Regions from separate parts of the Mus musculus genome. Here region 2 is linked to region 1. A link is a contact called in public promoter capture Hi-C data. All regions are on one chromosome and are shown on one strand. The core of a region is the stretch at or near the end of the contact, and the rest is flanking DNA. Distances in the headings are between cores, read along the strand shown. Region 1 holds the start of Bin3 (bridging integrator 3). Region 2 holds the start of Cysltr2 (cysteinyl leukotriene receptor 2).

What was found. Promoter capture Hi-C pulls out the DNA fragments that hold promoters and counts their contacts.
Region 2: a promoter capture Hi-C map of pre-B cells shows a contact between it and region 1, with 2.4 times the contacts expected there. The contact joins the promoter of Cysltr2 here to the promoter of Bin3 in region 1.

The regions. Positions count from the first base shown.
Region 1 is chr14:70,095,085-70,102,985 of GRCm38.p6, reverse strand. Bin3 (bridging integrator 3) reads right to left here and starts at 2,893. Exons shown (of 9, transcript NM_021328.4): 1 at 2,790-2,893. The coding sequence starts at 2,797.
Region 2 is chr14:73,044,058-73,051,958 of GRCm38.p6, reverse strand. It overlaps Cysltr2 (cysteinyl leukotriene receptor 2), which reads left to right and starts at 2,845. Exons shown (of 5, transcript NM_001162412.1): 1 at 2,845-2,923; 2 at 3,331-3,435.

The DNA.
Region 1 (7,901 bases), core at 1,644-4,143:
TTTGATACAAGGTCTCACTGTGTATCTCTGATTGGTCTAGAAGTTACTTTGTAGACCAGTTTGGCCTTAATCCCTGGTGCTAGAATTAAAGGTGTGTACCACCATGCCCGGCAATTACCTTTAGTTGTAGTTCATTTTCACAACATACTGCACTGAATACACAGTTATGCAGAAACAGGTGGAGCAGGGGTGAGGACAAAGTGGGGAGCGTGTGATTTGGGGCCAAGAGGTGGACTAGTGCTCTGAGAGGCAAATATCCAATGCTTCCTTCCAAATCGGGCAGACCACTGAGTTGCCTTGCTGGAAGGCTAATGGGTAGGTGGGTGGTGGTAGTGCAGGTACTCACTAAATAAACAGGGGTTATGCAGGCTGCCTGCACAGTGAAAGAAACAAACAAAGACCTCTTACTCTTCCTGCAAAGTCCACAGTGTGCAAAGGGCATCAATATTGGACATTTCTCACTGTGACATTTTGAAAGGACAGCCTAGTCCAGAACAATGGATACCCTTTGGGCACCACGGACCACAGCAGCCTCAGGCCTTATTTAACTAGGCTTGGCCTAGTCCATGTACTTGGTGAACTTGACCTTGGGCATCAGCCTCCCATGATGGCTCTACGTCACTCTGGTCTCTTCCCCTAGTGAAAATTCCAATCTCAGATGAATGGATGGATTCATTCTGGGAGCAGAAAAACCACGCTGCGAGTGAGTCAGAAGGACCCAACTCTCGTTCCCCTGCCAGCCATTGAGCTAGGAACTGAGTGCGATTGTGTGCCCAGGCACGGGCGTTGGTCCCCTCTCTGGGAGAGAGGGTCAGGGTCCACGCAAGAGATGACGTAGAAGCCCTCGAAGCAGGAAGAGAAATGGATCTCTTCCTTCAGGGACAAAGCCATGCTTTTGGTTGTGACCCTCCGTCCAAAGAGGCACTAAGATGTGCTTGTACTGGCCAAGTAGTTCATGACAACCTCAGCCCTGTTAGTGGCTGCCAATTCCAAGTCTCTCCAACCTGATGGGCTTTGTTGGAAAATGGTTTGGAAAAAAAAATGCTAGTTTTCAAGAAAAGGAGGAGGAAGAGGAGGAGAAGGAAGAAGAGGAGGAGGAAGAGGAGGAGGAGCCCATTCAGAGAACCAACACCTCTAGTGGCCTCTGTTCCACTTATTCTATTTTTTTTTTTTAAAATAGAAATGTCAGTCTAAACGGAAAGCACCTATACTTTCTTTTTTATTTTTAAAAATTAGGCAAGAGAGATTCAAAGATTCAAGGTGCATAAACCAAGATGACTTCTAGCATCATGAAGCTGGAGGTACACAGACTGATGCTTAAAAGAAACGACTCTGCTTCAGGAGATTTCCCTTTAGCAAAGGGAACTGAGGAAGTGCCCCTTGACCTGTCACTAGCTAAGCTGTAACAAGATGGGGAAGTTAGCTTTTAGGGGTTCCAGCTTTCTGTGGGCCTCTTGGAGGAAGAGGTTGAGGGGAAATGAGTATCTCCTGCTGAGGCTTATTAGAGCTTCGCGGGTGTGTGTGTGTGTGTGTGTGTGTGTGTGTTCTGTTCCCTGCTTCTCCAGCTGTCTGACATTTGTCCACCAATTAACCTCAGTCTGAGAAGCAGGTGGAGGAAGGGGCAGAAGTGGTTTACACTGTACATTAGAAAGCTATCCTTGACATTGACTGACATTAGCTGCTTGTGGCGAAAGCTTGGTCTCCACTGGTGGTCAAGTGTGAAAGCCTTCTCAGAGGGTGTCTAGCTAATTTCATTCATTCATAGCTGATTATCATGCACTTATTTTGCATAACAGACTGGGCTCTGAGCAAGTCCAGCCCCCTACATTAATGCACCTTGGGATCTAAAGAGGGCTGATTAATCTCATACTTCCTTGGAGGCCAATTTATTCATACAAATGCATTGTAAACAGTTAGGAGTTTGAGTGGGGACCATGGACACACAGGCTCTTGGGCCTAATGGTAAAGACATTGACAGCCTTTAAAGAAGCCCTAGGAAGACAGAAAATTTATGACTTTTCATCTGCACGTAAAAACAAAAACAAAAACCCCAGAGCAACAATTAAGGACCAGCTTTTGGGGAAAGAGGACCTTCCACATTAGGCTAATCACAAACAGGAAGTATCCACCGTGAGCTCCCCCCACCCCCATCTGCAGCTGTGACATTCCAGCTCTATGGCTCCTTGGTTTGACGATCCCCATAAAGTTTAAGCTATGTCTATCTTAGAGAGAGGGCAGTGGGGTCACAGCCCTGGAAAGATTCAAACAGTCCAATCACACATTAAATGTGTGTGTGTGTGTGTGTGTGTGTGTGTGTGTGTGTGGTGCAATTCTGATCCTTCCCATGTGAGAATCAACTTTTACATTTTTAAAAAGAATTTCGTCTTTTGAGGCACTGTTAGGTGATGTTATTCCAGTTGTCTGAAAGCAGCTGGATTTTGGTCACAGAACTGTGCCTAGTCTGCCTCAATGAGCAACACAGCTCCGGAGCAGATAAGCGCGGTGTAGAGATGCCCACGGGAGCGAAGGAGGACACTGACTCCACCTCAATGGATAGCTGAGAGAAGAGGGAAGAGGGACTCCTCACGCCAAGGAGGTGAAAGGAAATGCGATGGGAGAAAGGGCAGGCAACAGGGATCAGACGCGGGTCCAAGGCTAAGGGATCCTCCTCGGGAGTCTGGCCGAGAGATGGAGCCTCCGGGAGAGCACCGAGGAGGCTCCCGGAACCGCTTAGGAGCAGGGCTGTCGGGCCGCCCTGGCTCCAGCCGACGCCACCCGGCCTCACTCACCAGCTCATGGTCCTAAACCCACGCCGACTGCCGGGGTCCTCGGTAGAAAAGTAGGTTCTCGAGGATCACTTCCGGATTCGGCCAGTCTCCAGGAAGTGATGAGGGACACGCCCCCTTATGCCCGGAAGAGGCGGGAGGGAGGCGGGCCCACGCGTTAACACTTTGTTCTCTTGTTGTTTGAGGCGGACTTTCTTTGCGGGACGTGGTTGCGCTCCGGCCCTGCTTTTAAGGCTCTGTGCGTAGAACCCATCACGGGCTGCAGTTTCTGTCTGATATGGGGTTTCTAACTCGGAGACACAAGCGGCGACAGGGGAAGGAGCTAGAGGAGACACAGTAGACGGGAAGCTTGCGCTTTGCTCTACACACTTTCGTATTGAAAATGTTGCATGTCTCACCTACATCACCTGGGTCCCCTCCCCCCTCTTCAAGAAGGTTCGGGGTTCGAATGGAAACAGAGTTAAGTGCTTTTCAGGGTGGACTAGTCTGTGAAGCTATTCAATGAGGGAAGATTCAGAAAGCCCGGTGTGATGACAGACAGGTATCTGCAATCCCCGAATTCTGGAGGTTGAGGCAGGGAGAGGTCATGAGTTCGAGGCTAATGTTGACAACATGGCCCATCTGGGCTTCACAATCAATCCAGTCTTAAGAGAAAACAATACACCAAAGCCTAGCAAACAAAACAACAACAACAGGAGTAGAAGGCCTCGGCAATGTTAGGAAAAATCCTAACAAGTTGCTGGACAGGCTGTTAGGGGCCCCTGGAGCTGTGCATGGGGTTTTAGAAGAATAAGATCTAAGCAAACAGCTTGCATTGGGCCTCAGAATTCAGAGCCCCAGTGTACCACAAACTACCTAGAGTTATACGCTGAACCGAGTTTCTCTGCCCAAGTTCCTGCTTTAGAAGCCAGAAACTCAAGCAGAGAGAACCGTTCCAATCCTCTCTCCTGACCTCTCTAGGACTTCGCTTTCTTCAAATGTACCTGGAGGGTTGTAGGCACAGCCAGGGGAGCAGCTAAGTCCCTATGACCTAGAGCAGAGGTATATACAACGTGTCCCAAATTCCCAGGGCCCAGGGGCTCAGAGGAGGAGGAACAAGGGATGGCTTTTAGTTTTAAAAAGGCTTTCCAATAGGAGGTGGCTCCCTCAAGACATGTCACAGACCATCACCATGCTATTTCTTCAGGAAATAAGTAAGCAGGAGCAAAGGAGTGGTCTTGAAGAGAATAGAAGACCCAGAATCCTTGACAAACAGCTGAGGCAGAGAGCATGGGTTGGGAGAGTCTTGCAGCTTTGTATGGGGTGAGATGAATGGAAACACTGTGTGATTGTGAGTCTCTTGGTGTTCCAGCACTTGTGGATGGCTCTGCCCCATTTCCCCCTGCCCCATACTCAGCCTCCCTCAGACATCGTCTGTGGTGAGCAATATTTTCAAAAGTTCTAGCCTAGGACTGTGTATATCGAGAGAAGTCTGTTTGGGGGCTGTTGGTTGGAGTAGCTGACACATTTTGCAGGACAAGAATGGATGAGATCTGGACCAAGGGAAGAACTCAGGGCTCTAGTCCCATCTTTGGCAGCATGATCAATTTCACAAAAATCATGTCCCTTCTCTGGGCCTTGACTCCTCATCTATCAGAAGTGGGGATGGATAATACTGCTGATGAATCCCCTCTCAGTCAATTTCCAAGTGCACTGTTATATTAGTTCTCAACCTCCCTAGAGCTTCAACCCTTTAATATAGTTCCTCACGTTTTGGTGACCCCCAACCATAAAATTATCTTTGTTGCTATTTCAAAACTGTAATTTTGCTACTGTTATGAATTGTAATGTGAATGTCTGATGTGCAGGACCTGTAAACGGGTCATGACCCATCATAGCTTGAGAACCACTGATCTAGAGGCTCTTGGGAAATGGGACAGAGAAGAAAGACCTTGGAACAGAGAGGCAAGCCCAGAGAAACGAGCAGGTCTGAGCAATTGTTGATGTCTGAGGGTGAAGCTAAATCTGAATCTTCAGGGAGAGCTGAGGCCTAACTGGGGCTGTTTGTTTATTGCCCACCTCAGACTTTAACATAATCAGCAGGGTCTTCTAGGATACTGGGGAGAATGCTGGCTTCCTAGGGTTTGCCTGGGAAGTGTCTGGAGGTCTCTGAGGTTAACATAGCCTTCCTTCCTTTCAGCAAGTAGGGCCTTAGGTTTAGGGTTGTGTATACCTTGAAGCTTCTCTCTGTGAACTTCCCTGTGAGGTAGCATGCACACATCTAGCATACATGGTCTGCAGGACTGGAAGCTATATCTTGCCTTTCTATAACCAAAGGGCAGTACAATGCAGGCTGATCATGCCTCTTTGGGGATGGAAAGGAACAGGGTCAGTTTAGAAGTAGAGGCTGGGAGTTGGAAGGGCTTCAGGTAGAGGTGATGCTCCCGACTGCAAGCCTAGTTAGTAATCATTGCTTCTTCCCCAGATGGCAGATGGCAGGGGTCTATTTGATGAACAAAGCTATTGAAGAACTGATCTACTGTTCCCCTGACCTCTTCCCCAGAGTCTTTAACTCAGAAACTTATGCACAAATGCTCCCCATGGGGCCTTGTCTCAGAATATGTTACATCTTGCTTTGTCCCAGGCTTTCCCATATGAAGTTTAGGGCTGGCTAACTCTTTCAGGAAGCCCTGAGAGGCTCCTGAAATAGACCAAGATCCAGACTTTCAATGTTCTCCATGGATTCCTCGTCTTGCTTCACCATGCTTTTCACTTGCTTAGAAGGGTACCACTAAATCAGGGTTCCCTGAGAATTCAAGAGCCAAGGGCATGGAATGGCAAGCAAAGGTGGCAGAAGACAAAGGTGTCAGAGTAAAAATTTATGGAGGATGGGAGGCCCACATTGACTACTTAAAAGTCAGAGTGAAGGGTCATATCTGAAACCAGGCTGACAAACAACAATATGGACTAGGAATACCCACTAGGCCTTGACTCTGCTTCCAAGGGGTTGAGAGCTACTACTTTCTTCCAATGGGCTTTATCTTCCTTGACCACAATGTAAAGACTCCAGTCTAAATCAGGTTTGACAAATGAGTGTCACACCATATGCCAATTTTGATTGTTTATTATTAGCTGCCTTGAATACTATATTGAGGATTCTGGAGACTCACTCTGTGAGTCTGGTGAAGACATACAGTGATGGATTAGTAATGTCTGCTATGAATGAGCAAAGGGGTTAAGATGGTATGTGTGCTGTCTTATTTTGTTATTTTGACAAATAGTTAATAATCAACTATGCAAGCCATGCCATATATTATTCTAGGTGACCAATATATAACAATGCTGTGAGGTAGGTGATGCTGTCACTGTTGTCATCTTACAGGTATGAAGCACAGCCATGGAGTGATGAAGGAGAATTCCAACCTGGGCATCCTAGCTCTTTTTCTGCTTCTTTAACCACTTGAGCATATCACCTCTCCTTAATGAGTTCCAAAGTTCTTACCACCTCTGACTGTCTTTAGCTCTGTCAAGGTACAGTGGGCTCCCAGACTTGCATTTGGAGCCAGAAGGAGTGTCAGTACTGAAGGGCGAGCCCATTACCAAAGCCCCTAACCAAGAGCACTTTAATATGCTTCCTGCCCTTTGGCAAGCTGGCACCAGCAGATGGCAGCACCTGGTAGGGTGAGAGCAAAGGGCACCTCCTGACTCAGCCTGGAAGACCTTCAGGGAGCCCATAATCCAGATGTCAAGGGAAGCCAGGGCAAACAAGGGTGCAGAGGAAGTTTAGCCAGGGTATCAAGGAGTAGGGCTTCAGACTTTAGATCTGCAGGAAGCCCCCCCTCCTCCAGCCAATGCTTTGATTCCACCCAGCAGTGGGAGCCTCTCAGCTTGCATTTCATGGTGCTTTGCTGTGGGCTCCCCCCCCCCTTCCTCCACTCTGGAAGAATGACTAAGTTTAAGGACTAAAAAAAAAGTGTTTTGATTACACTGCCTTTTCACCAACTGGGAGCATTAGTCACCCCGGATTGCTGCAGATAACGGGGAAGGCGAGCAGCGTCCCCCTCCTCCCCCTCCTTCTCTCCAATTAGCTCACAGGCCCAGGGAAGAGATGAGTGAGTGAGTGAGAGAGAGGAAAGAGAGAGGGAGGGGGGAGGGGGAGGGGAGGAGAGAGAGAGACAGAGAGAGAGAGAGAGAGAGAGAGAGAGAGAGAGAGAGAGAGATCAGGAGCAAAACAATCGCTTCTGGATGATCCCCAGGCACTGGGGTGAGAGGTGCCAGATGAAAGCAGGGGAGACCCCTGAGGTAGGGCTCAACCCACAGCTGTAGGTTCTCACTGTACACAGCTATCTCAAGGGTATTAAGCCATGGCCAGCTGGCCCTGAGAGGCCTACTTCCCCAGGTAGGTCCAGTGTATACTGGGAATGGAAGCTGGAGGTAAACCAATAAAGACAGGACTTCTGAGGTGGGGACCCTGGTGGGAATGCTGTTAAGGTGACACACAGTAAGACTAACTGTTCCTGGATGGGGCTCTGAGGCCTTCATCCAGAGCTGGAATTTGCTGTTGGAAGAGGCAGCACTCACACACTATTCTCTGGACCAGCAGCAACCCCCCACCCCCACCCCCCAAGAGCAGTATCTACTGTGTTTGGCTGATTTTACCTGAACTTTTTTCTGCTCCTGCCTTGTTGCTGAGAAGCTATAGGGCTAGGACATTCTCCTGCTCTGGCCTATTGGTCCAGGGGAGCAGCTTTGGGCCTTGTGGTAAGGGCTGACTTTGGGAATCCTGGCCTCTTGGCGTAGATTTGTAGCCCATCCCTCCCATTCGGAAAGAAGTGGCTTTGAGTGGCCTTTCACATAGTAGGGCCATGGACACTTGTGTGAAGAATTTTAAACACTTGGCTACACACCATTTTAAATGCTAAAAATACTGGAAAAGGCAGAAACAGGGCGTTTATTCAACTTCCCCCAGGAGCAGGGTTTCGGTTACACAGTCATTGCAAAGACGGATTCGGTTTTGGACGGTTAACATCCACAAGCGTTAGGTATCCTCTGGCCTCCAGAACTTACAAGGCACTGCTTTGGAATGAATAGGGTTGAAAGAGACAGAAGCAGGTTTTCTTAGAACAGTTATTCTCA
Region 2 (7,901 bases), core at 1,596-4,095, 2.9 Mb before region 1:
TTGGGTATTCTAAGTTTCTGGGCTAATATCCACTTATCAATGAGTGCATATCAAGTGAGTTCTTTTGTGATTGGGTTACCTCACTCAGGATGATATTCTCCAGATGCATCCATTTGCCTAAGAATTTCATAAATTCATTGTTTTTAATTGCTGAGTAGTACTCCATTGTGTAAATGTACCACATTTTCTGTATCCATTCTTCTGTTTAGGGACATCTGGGTTCTTTCCAGCTTCTGGCTATTATAAATAAAACTGCTATGAACATAGTGGAGCATGTGTCTTTATTACAAGTTGGAACATCTTCTGGATATATGCCCAGGAGAGGAATTGCTGGATCTTTCAGTAGTACTATGTCCAATTTTCTGAGGAACTGCCAGACTGATTTCCAGAGTGGTTGTACAAGCTTGCAATCCCACAAGCAATGGAGGAGTGTTCCTCTTTCTCCACATCCTCGCCAGCATCTGCTGTCACCTGAATTTTTGACCTTAGCCATTCTGACTGGTGTGAGGTGGAATTTTAGGGTTGTTTTGATTTGCATTTCCCTGATAATTAAGGATGTTCAACATTTTTTCAGGTGCTTCACAGCCATTTGAGAATTCTTTGTTTGGCTCTGTATCCTATTTTTTAATAGGGTTATTTGATTTTCTGGAGTCCATCTTCTTGAGTTCTTTATATATATTGAATATTAGTCCTCTATGTGATTTAGGATTGGTAAAGATCCTTTCCCAATCTGTTGGTGGCCCTTTTGTCTTATTGACAGTGCCTTTTGCCTTACAGAATCTTTGCAATTTTATGAGGTCCCATTTGTCAATTATTGATCTTACAGCACAAATCATTGCTGTTCTGTTTAGGAATTTTTCCCCTGTGCCCATATCTTCGAGGCTTTTCCCCACTTTCTCCTCTATAAGTTTCAGTGTCTCTGGTTTTATGTGGGGTTCCTTAATCCACTTGGACTTGACAAGGCGATAAGAATAGATCTATTTGTATTCTTCTACATGATAACTGCCAGTTGTGCCAGCAACATTTGTTGAAAATGCTGTCTTTTTTCCACTGGATGATTTTAGCTCCCTTGTCAAAGATCAAGTGACCATAGGTGTGTGGGTTCATCTCTGGGTCTTCAATTCTATTCCATTGGTCTACTTGTCTATCGCTATACCAGTACCATGCAGTTTTTATCACAATTGCTCTGTAGTAAAGCTTTAGGTCAGGCATGGTGATTCCACCAGTGGTTCTTTTATCATTGAGAAGAGTTTTTGCTATCCTAGGTTTTTTGTTATTCCAGATGAATCTGCTGATTGCCCTTTCTAATTCGTTGAAGAATTGAGTTGGAATTTTGATAGGGATTGCATTGAATCTGTAGATTGCTTTTGGCAAGATAGCCATCTTTACTATATTGATCTTGCCAATCCATGAGCATTGGAGATCTTTCCATCTTCTGAGATCTTTAATTTCCTTCTTCAGAGACTTGAAGTTCTTATCATACAGATCTTTCACTTCCTTAGTTAGAGTCACACCAAGGTATTTTATGTTATTTGTGACTATTGTGAAGGGTGTTGTTTCCCTAATTTCTTTCTCAGCCTGTTTATCCTTTTTGTAGAGAAAGGCCATTGATTGGAAAAAAAGAAACCCAAACAACTAGACTGTTATAATTGCTAAGTAGTGTGTTGTTTTGCAATTATGAAGTTTGAGAATTTTAGGTTAATTGTTCTGTTTCAAAATCATATTGAGTATTTGGGGTCATTTTGATGCAGTATAGATTTTAAAATGGATTTCGCTGAGGATAAGTTATACATAGGCAAGAGAAGAAGAAACAAAGACGGCAGAAATCTTTAGGAAAAACTTGCACCTGGAAAAATTAATAGGAAATGAGCAATCTGAAAAGGGGGTGTAATAGGTATTAGTCTGTTGCTATAGTAAAATATCAGGAACAATGGCAACACAAGGAAAGAATTTATTGGGATTTAAATTTCAGACAGTCCATATGACCTGGGAGGCATGGTGGTGAGTGCCCAGGGAAGGAAGCTGAGAGATCACATCTGTATCTGCAAATGTGAACCAGAGAGAGCAGTATGAGAACTGGACTGAGGGGATAAATGCTCACAGGCCACTTCCGGTGGTGCCACATCCCCTCCTGTGAGGCTGCACCACCTCCCTGAATAACACCACTGACTGGAGACCCAGCGTTCAAGCACCTGAACCCGTGGGAGAGATTTGTCACTCAGTCTCAGGAGGCAAAGGAGAACGAACCATTCTGAAAGTTGGAAAAAAGAGCGAGGCAGATTGAGAACAAGTCTCCACAATTAGCTATTCAAACAAGAGAGAAAGGAAGAGGAAAACGGAGAAAGAACACATTACATGAACCTTGAGACCATCGGTGACCTTTGCAGAGACTTTTCAGTGGAGTAAGTGAGAATGTGAGAGCATCAGAGAGTGGTGAGAGTGCTCTAAAGCAGGCTACAGAGCGCTGCACTGATGGGTTGGGCATGGGAACAGAAGCCCTTTTGGAGAAATAACAGCCACTTAACCTCCCCCTCCCCCCAGCTCCCTGCCCATCACATCCTGCAAAAGATCCCGATGGAAAGGGGGGGGGGGGGAAGGAAAGAAAGAAAAGAAAGAAAAGAAAAACCCCAGCAAAAACCAATCATTAGCGGCAGGGCAATTCTAGGGTGACTTGAAAGAGGTTGACAGTCACAAACTGGAAATTCTCTGACTTCTGAAGAAAGAACTCAAGCACCCACACCCATGACAGTGCCACAAAGCTGAGGTCCTGCTGACCCAAGTGACTTCTCGCCTTGCTATTGGCTGACACTGTTCATAAAACAGTGTTTGTTTCACTTTTGTTTTAAATAAACAAGCTGCATTCTATGGGGCGAGAAGCCTGGAGTCAGAGCAGACGCCAGGGCGACCGAAGGCAGAGGCACAGGTAGGTTTCCCTTTGTGTTCATTTGTTACTGAGAACTGTGCTTTGAGGATGAGTACAGGAATGGCATGTGGAAAGTAAGCTTAATTTGTTCAACTATCAGTGTTTGTTCTACCATCTTATGTGGTAAACTGGAAAAAGTACAAAAATATTGTAGACTGTAGAAAATACCACCACAAGGCTTGATTGTCAGTTGGGGTATTTCCTTCCTTTTTGAGGTGCATATAATTTTTAGCTTTCTCTCATAGTTGTATATATAAAATAAGAGCAGATATTATTTTTTTCCTTTAAAGCGTGCACTTTATCCACACTACCACGAATTCTATAAAATTGTAATTGTAAATTGCTATATGAGGCACTTCTTTTAGCATATAGATTTTACCATTTAGATTCTTTCCTATTTTGCATAGATTCGGTCATTTTATTCTGTAAGACCTTTTTCTACTCCGAAGCTTTGCTTTTGGAAGAGAGAAGAGTCCATCTGAGAAGGCATACTTCAGTGATTTGGTTCAGAGGTACACTGGGGAATTCACATGTGTGGAGGGCTGTGTGCTTGGAACCCATTCATTTGGGAACATCCATTGGCGATTTTTAGCTTGGGCTGCACCTCAGTCAGAAACACTTCATCTTAGGAGATTAGAAAACAACCCCTCAAAAACGGATTTTCTGGTATTGGCCAGTCTTTAATGTGTTTTTGTCTACTATTAATTCCCAGGTGATGTTAATGAATAGTCAGTTAAAAAAGTTAAATAAGCTGTTTGAATACTTTCTAGTCTTTTACATGTACCTGAGAGTAATATGAATGAAGAAATAAGAAGATGCAATCAAAGGCAAGTCTTTTTTTTTAACTCTGTAAATAGCTTATAGAGCTAATTTATGGGGCATATAAGAATTTTAGAAGTCTTTGTCATCTACCTTAACCACTTCAACCCTTGAGATGCGACCATACTCGGAAGCTTCAGTTCACTAATGCTTGAAGTAAGTAGATTTGTTTCCATGGCTTGGGAAGGTAGGAACTAGAGAAGCAGAGACTCTAGAAGGTTCTAAATATGTTACCATTAAGCTCACTGTGTGCTAGTACCTGTCAAGGCTGTCATATTTCTTTGGTTTCACAACCTTGTAAGGTCATTCAAGAGATGTGTGCCAAGTTACAAACATACCACAGGTATAGAAGATGGCTAAGACTGGATCTAATGTCTCACCCTGCTTTTCAAGAGAAATTGTTTTCACTGGATCCTTATCCCTCTAAGGAAAATATGGACTGAATTTATATAAGAGCTGTGTTCTGCTTTCTCCCCTAAGAAAGGATAGACAGATAAAGGGTAACTAATTAACCCAGGCTGAATCAGTCTTTCCTGAGCTTCCTACAGGAACATACTTGAACTTAATTTGATCAACAGCATGCCAGATGAATTTCTTCTTGTTTTCATTCCATGGAGAATAGTACCTCTTTAGCATCTTTGATACAAATAAGAATTTTTGTAGTATATTTGTATATAGAGACATGTATATATAATATATTTCTCATTTTGTAGATGGCAAAAACAAAGCCCTGGGGTCACAGGGTATTTCCCTAGGTAGAAGCAAATTGGCAAGCCCAGAGGATCTGGCTACATTCTTATAACCCAAATAATAACTATTTTAAGGAATTGATGAAATGAATTTTCTTTTATCTGCATGTTATTAGTTAAATGATGGCATTAATAGTATATCACTTGGAAAATAAAAGATGACTATGTCTCAGTGGCTAGTAAAAGCAGGATACAGAAAAGCAATGTAACATGCACCCTCTTTTATTAAAAATAGTTATCTGTATTTGAGGAAAGAGAAGAAGGAGTATATGTGCAGACCTGTCAGGTTGGTAAAAGTTGTCATTTACACACGACTCAGCTTGTTATCTTTTTCCTCACCTTAAGTACGTATAAAACCTAAAACAAAAACAAAAAGTAAATTAACAGAACTGGGTAGAATGGACTGCACCTTCTGTTTATTCTCCAGATAAAATGGCCTCCAGCTCCCTTTTCCAGTTGGCTGTAAGGCAGCCCTGTGCCCAGTTCTGAGTTTTGTCCATGTCTGTCACCCGTGGTGTCATGGTTGTGGCTAGCACAGACTAAGCCCTCAGTGTGTTAGGAACCTAGCCGGTCAGGCCACTCCCAACTTCTCCATTTATTCTCATCCCCTCAGCAGATAAGGGTTTTGAAATTGAGAGGGTGAAATATATAATATAATATACAGAATATAATATACAGAATATAAGTAGAGCTGAGACTTGAACTTGGGTCTCTTCTGACTCTTCTACCTGAGGCCTAAGAGGAACTACCTCCACTAAGCCACTTTTGTGGAGAGAGGATGATGGAGACTCCTTCCTATGTGTCAGAATCTCCTCACAAACTGTTAATAACTGAGGACCTCTCCTGCTTTCCTTGTTTGCCCTAAATGTCAGGCATTAAAGAGATGCTGGTCCCCTGAACTAAGCTTATGGGAGAAAAGACTCAGAAGGGATCATGCAGCTACTCAGAACTTTGTCTAATGCAGCATCAGCATCAGCATCAGCATCAGCATCAGCATCAGCATCAGCATCAGCATCAGCATCAGCATGCTGAGTAGCTCAAAGGAAGATGAGCATTTTTTAATGATTGCTCATCTTTGCTAGAGAGCCTGCTGAAATCCACTGTCCCGTGCATGCACCCCTGAGCACATGGACCCCTCTCTCCTTGTGCAGATGTGACTTTTGTGTGTTCTCGTCCACTGTACTGCATGAAGAGCCTGAGAACAGAGTCTTGGCATGCTACTCACTATGTGGGACTCCGTTGAGAAGAATGGGAAGGGTATAAACAAAGTTCACTCATAGATGTGGACTAGTCACAGCTGTTGACCTTGGCTTACTAAACTTCTATTCATTGACCCACGGAGAAGATGTAATAATATTGGACAACATCTAAAGGGAAACTCCCATTGGATTGATGACTGGGTGGTAGTATAGGCTGGTTTCTTTGACCCAAGGAGTCCATGAGGAGTGTTAGGTGTGAGCTAAACCTCCAAACTCAAAGGTCCATAGGAAGAGACAGTCCAGTTAGCAGAAGGTTTTGTATCTTTGGTATGAAGCCTAAGGTCCTTGAAGGAGATTGAAGTGGGGATGTTGGGGTGGGGGCATGGCTTGATTGGTAGTGTGCTTGCCTGGGATGCAGGAAGCCCAGAGGAGTTTGATCCTCAGTGCTGCATAAACTGGGTTATGGGGTACATGCCCGTCGTCCCACATTCAAAAGGAGGAGGAGACAGGAAGAGGATCAGGAGTTCTAGGTCACCTTTGGCCTGGGTAAATTGAAACACTATCTCAAAATAGATCGATAGATAAACAGGTTGGGAGCCAACCAGAAGAGGAGCAAGAAAGGAGAAGAGAGAAGTGGGAGAGAGAGAATCAGAGGCTGCCTATTCTGGAAACTTAAATATTAGTTAAACAGAGAAAATTTAAAAATTTAGAATTATTTCTTCTTTTGTTATTAAACCACAATTTTTTTTCTTGCAAGAAAAAAATATTTCCTACGTGAGTCTTCTTCAATGAGCCCGTTAGAGGCCACCTCTTCTGCACCCTGTCACAGAGAACAGTCAGTCTCTTCACCCTAAGCCACTTCCTGCCTTGACGGGAACTCTGCTACCTGGCAGATTCTAAGATTTGGAAATGGCTCACGCTGTTAATTTGAACAGGCACAGATCTCTGACTGAATGAGAGAGGTAATTTGCTAGCTTGGGTGAAATGGCATCATTTTTTATAACGCTGAGATAAGAACCTTTACACTGGATCCTATCCCGGGTCCTTGACTCTAGAGTCTTGCCTCCCCTTTGACAGTGTGAGGGATTGAACTCATGACCCCACACATGTTAGGCTAGTGTTACCTCTGAGTCAGAGTCCAGCCCTCCTGACCTTGCATTCTGAAGAATTCACGGATCTTTGACCTGAATTTTGGAGGAAAGAAAAAAAAAAACTTTATAAGGAAAAACAAACTAATGGCATTCATTGTAAAAAGAAAATTGTATGCAACAATAACTGCAAAGACAATAACTGCGGTGCAGGTAGCCAAGACTCGGAGGTTCCGAGAATTCTCATCTGTCTGTCTGCCTGCTTGTCTGTCTTGTCTGTCTGTCTCTGTTATATGGAAGAAATGATATTTAGATAAGAAATTGAGATTGAATAAGTGGTAATTAGGCTGTGAGGTGAAACTCTAAGTCCACACTCACAAGAGAGAATTTCCCCTCCTTTCCTCCTCTCTTCTTCCTTCCTCTTCTTGCCTTCTCCCTTCCCTTCCCCTTCCTATCCCCCTCTCCCCTGCTCTTCCTCCTCATCTTCACTGGCCCTCTTCCCATTCCAGTTTAAGCAGTCAACTAATCTGTGTACTACAACATTCTCTCAGATAGCATTTTTTGATCCTCTGCCTTTCGCCTCGGGAGTCAGAGCATTTGGGAAGTGAGACGCAGTGTAGATGAATTCAGCAGCCTTACTAAGATGCTGGATAATAACGACCATCTCCAGTTTCCCATAATGCACTGATGAGGTGGATTAGAAAACAAGAGAGGTGAGGGTTCACAAATGTGCTATTTCTCTCTCTCTCTCTTCTGCAAAAGAAATAAAAGGCACAGCTACTGTTTTTTCCTTTTTATTGAAAATGGATCCTTCTCTCACATAATAGATCTTGATTATAGTTTTCCCTCCTTCTACCCCTCCCAGTCCCTTCCCACCTCCACTCCCATCCGGATCCACTCCTTTTCTGTAAGAGCAGCAATTGTTAAAGTACCAATACAGGATGGATAATTATGAGACATCACATTTTTGGCATAGATAGTTCTAAGTGTATTTTTCTACTCCTGCATGTTTTTTTAAGTTTAAAATTTTATTACATTTATTTTATGCATGTCTATGTGTGTGAGTGTGTATGCTACAGCATATATGTGGAAGCTAGAGGACTAGAGTTGGTTCTCTTTTTCC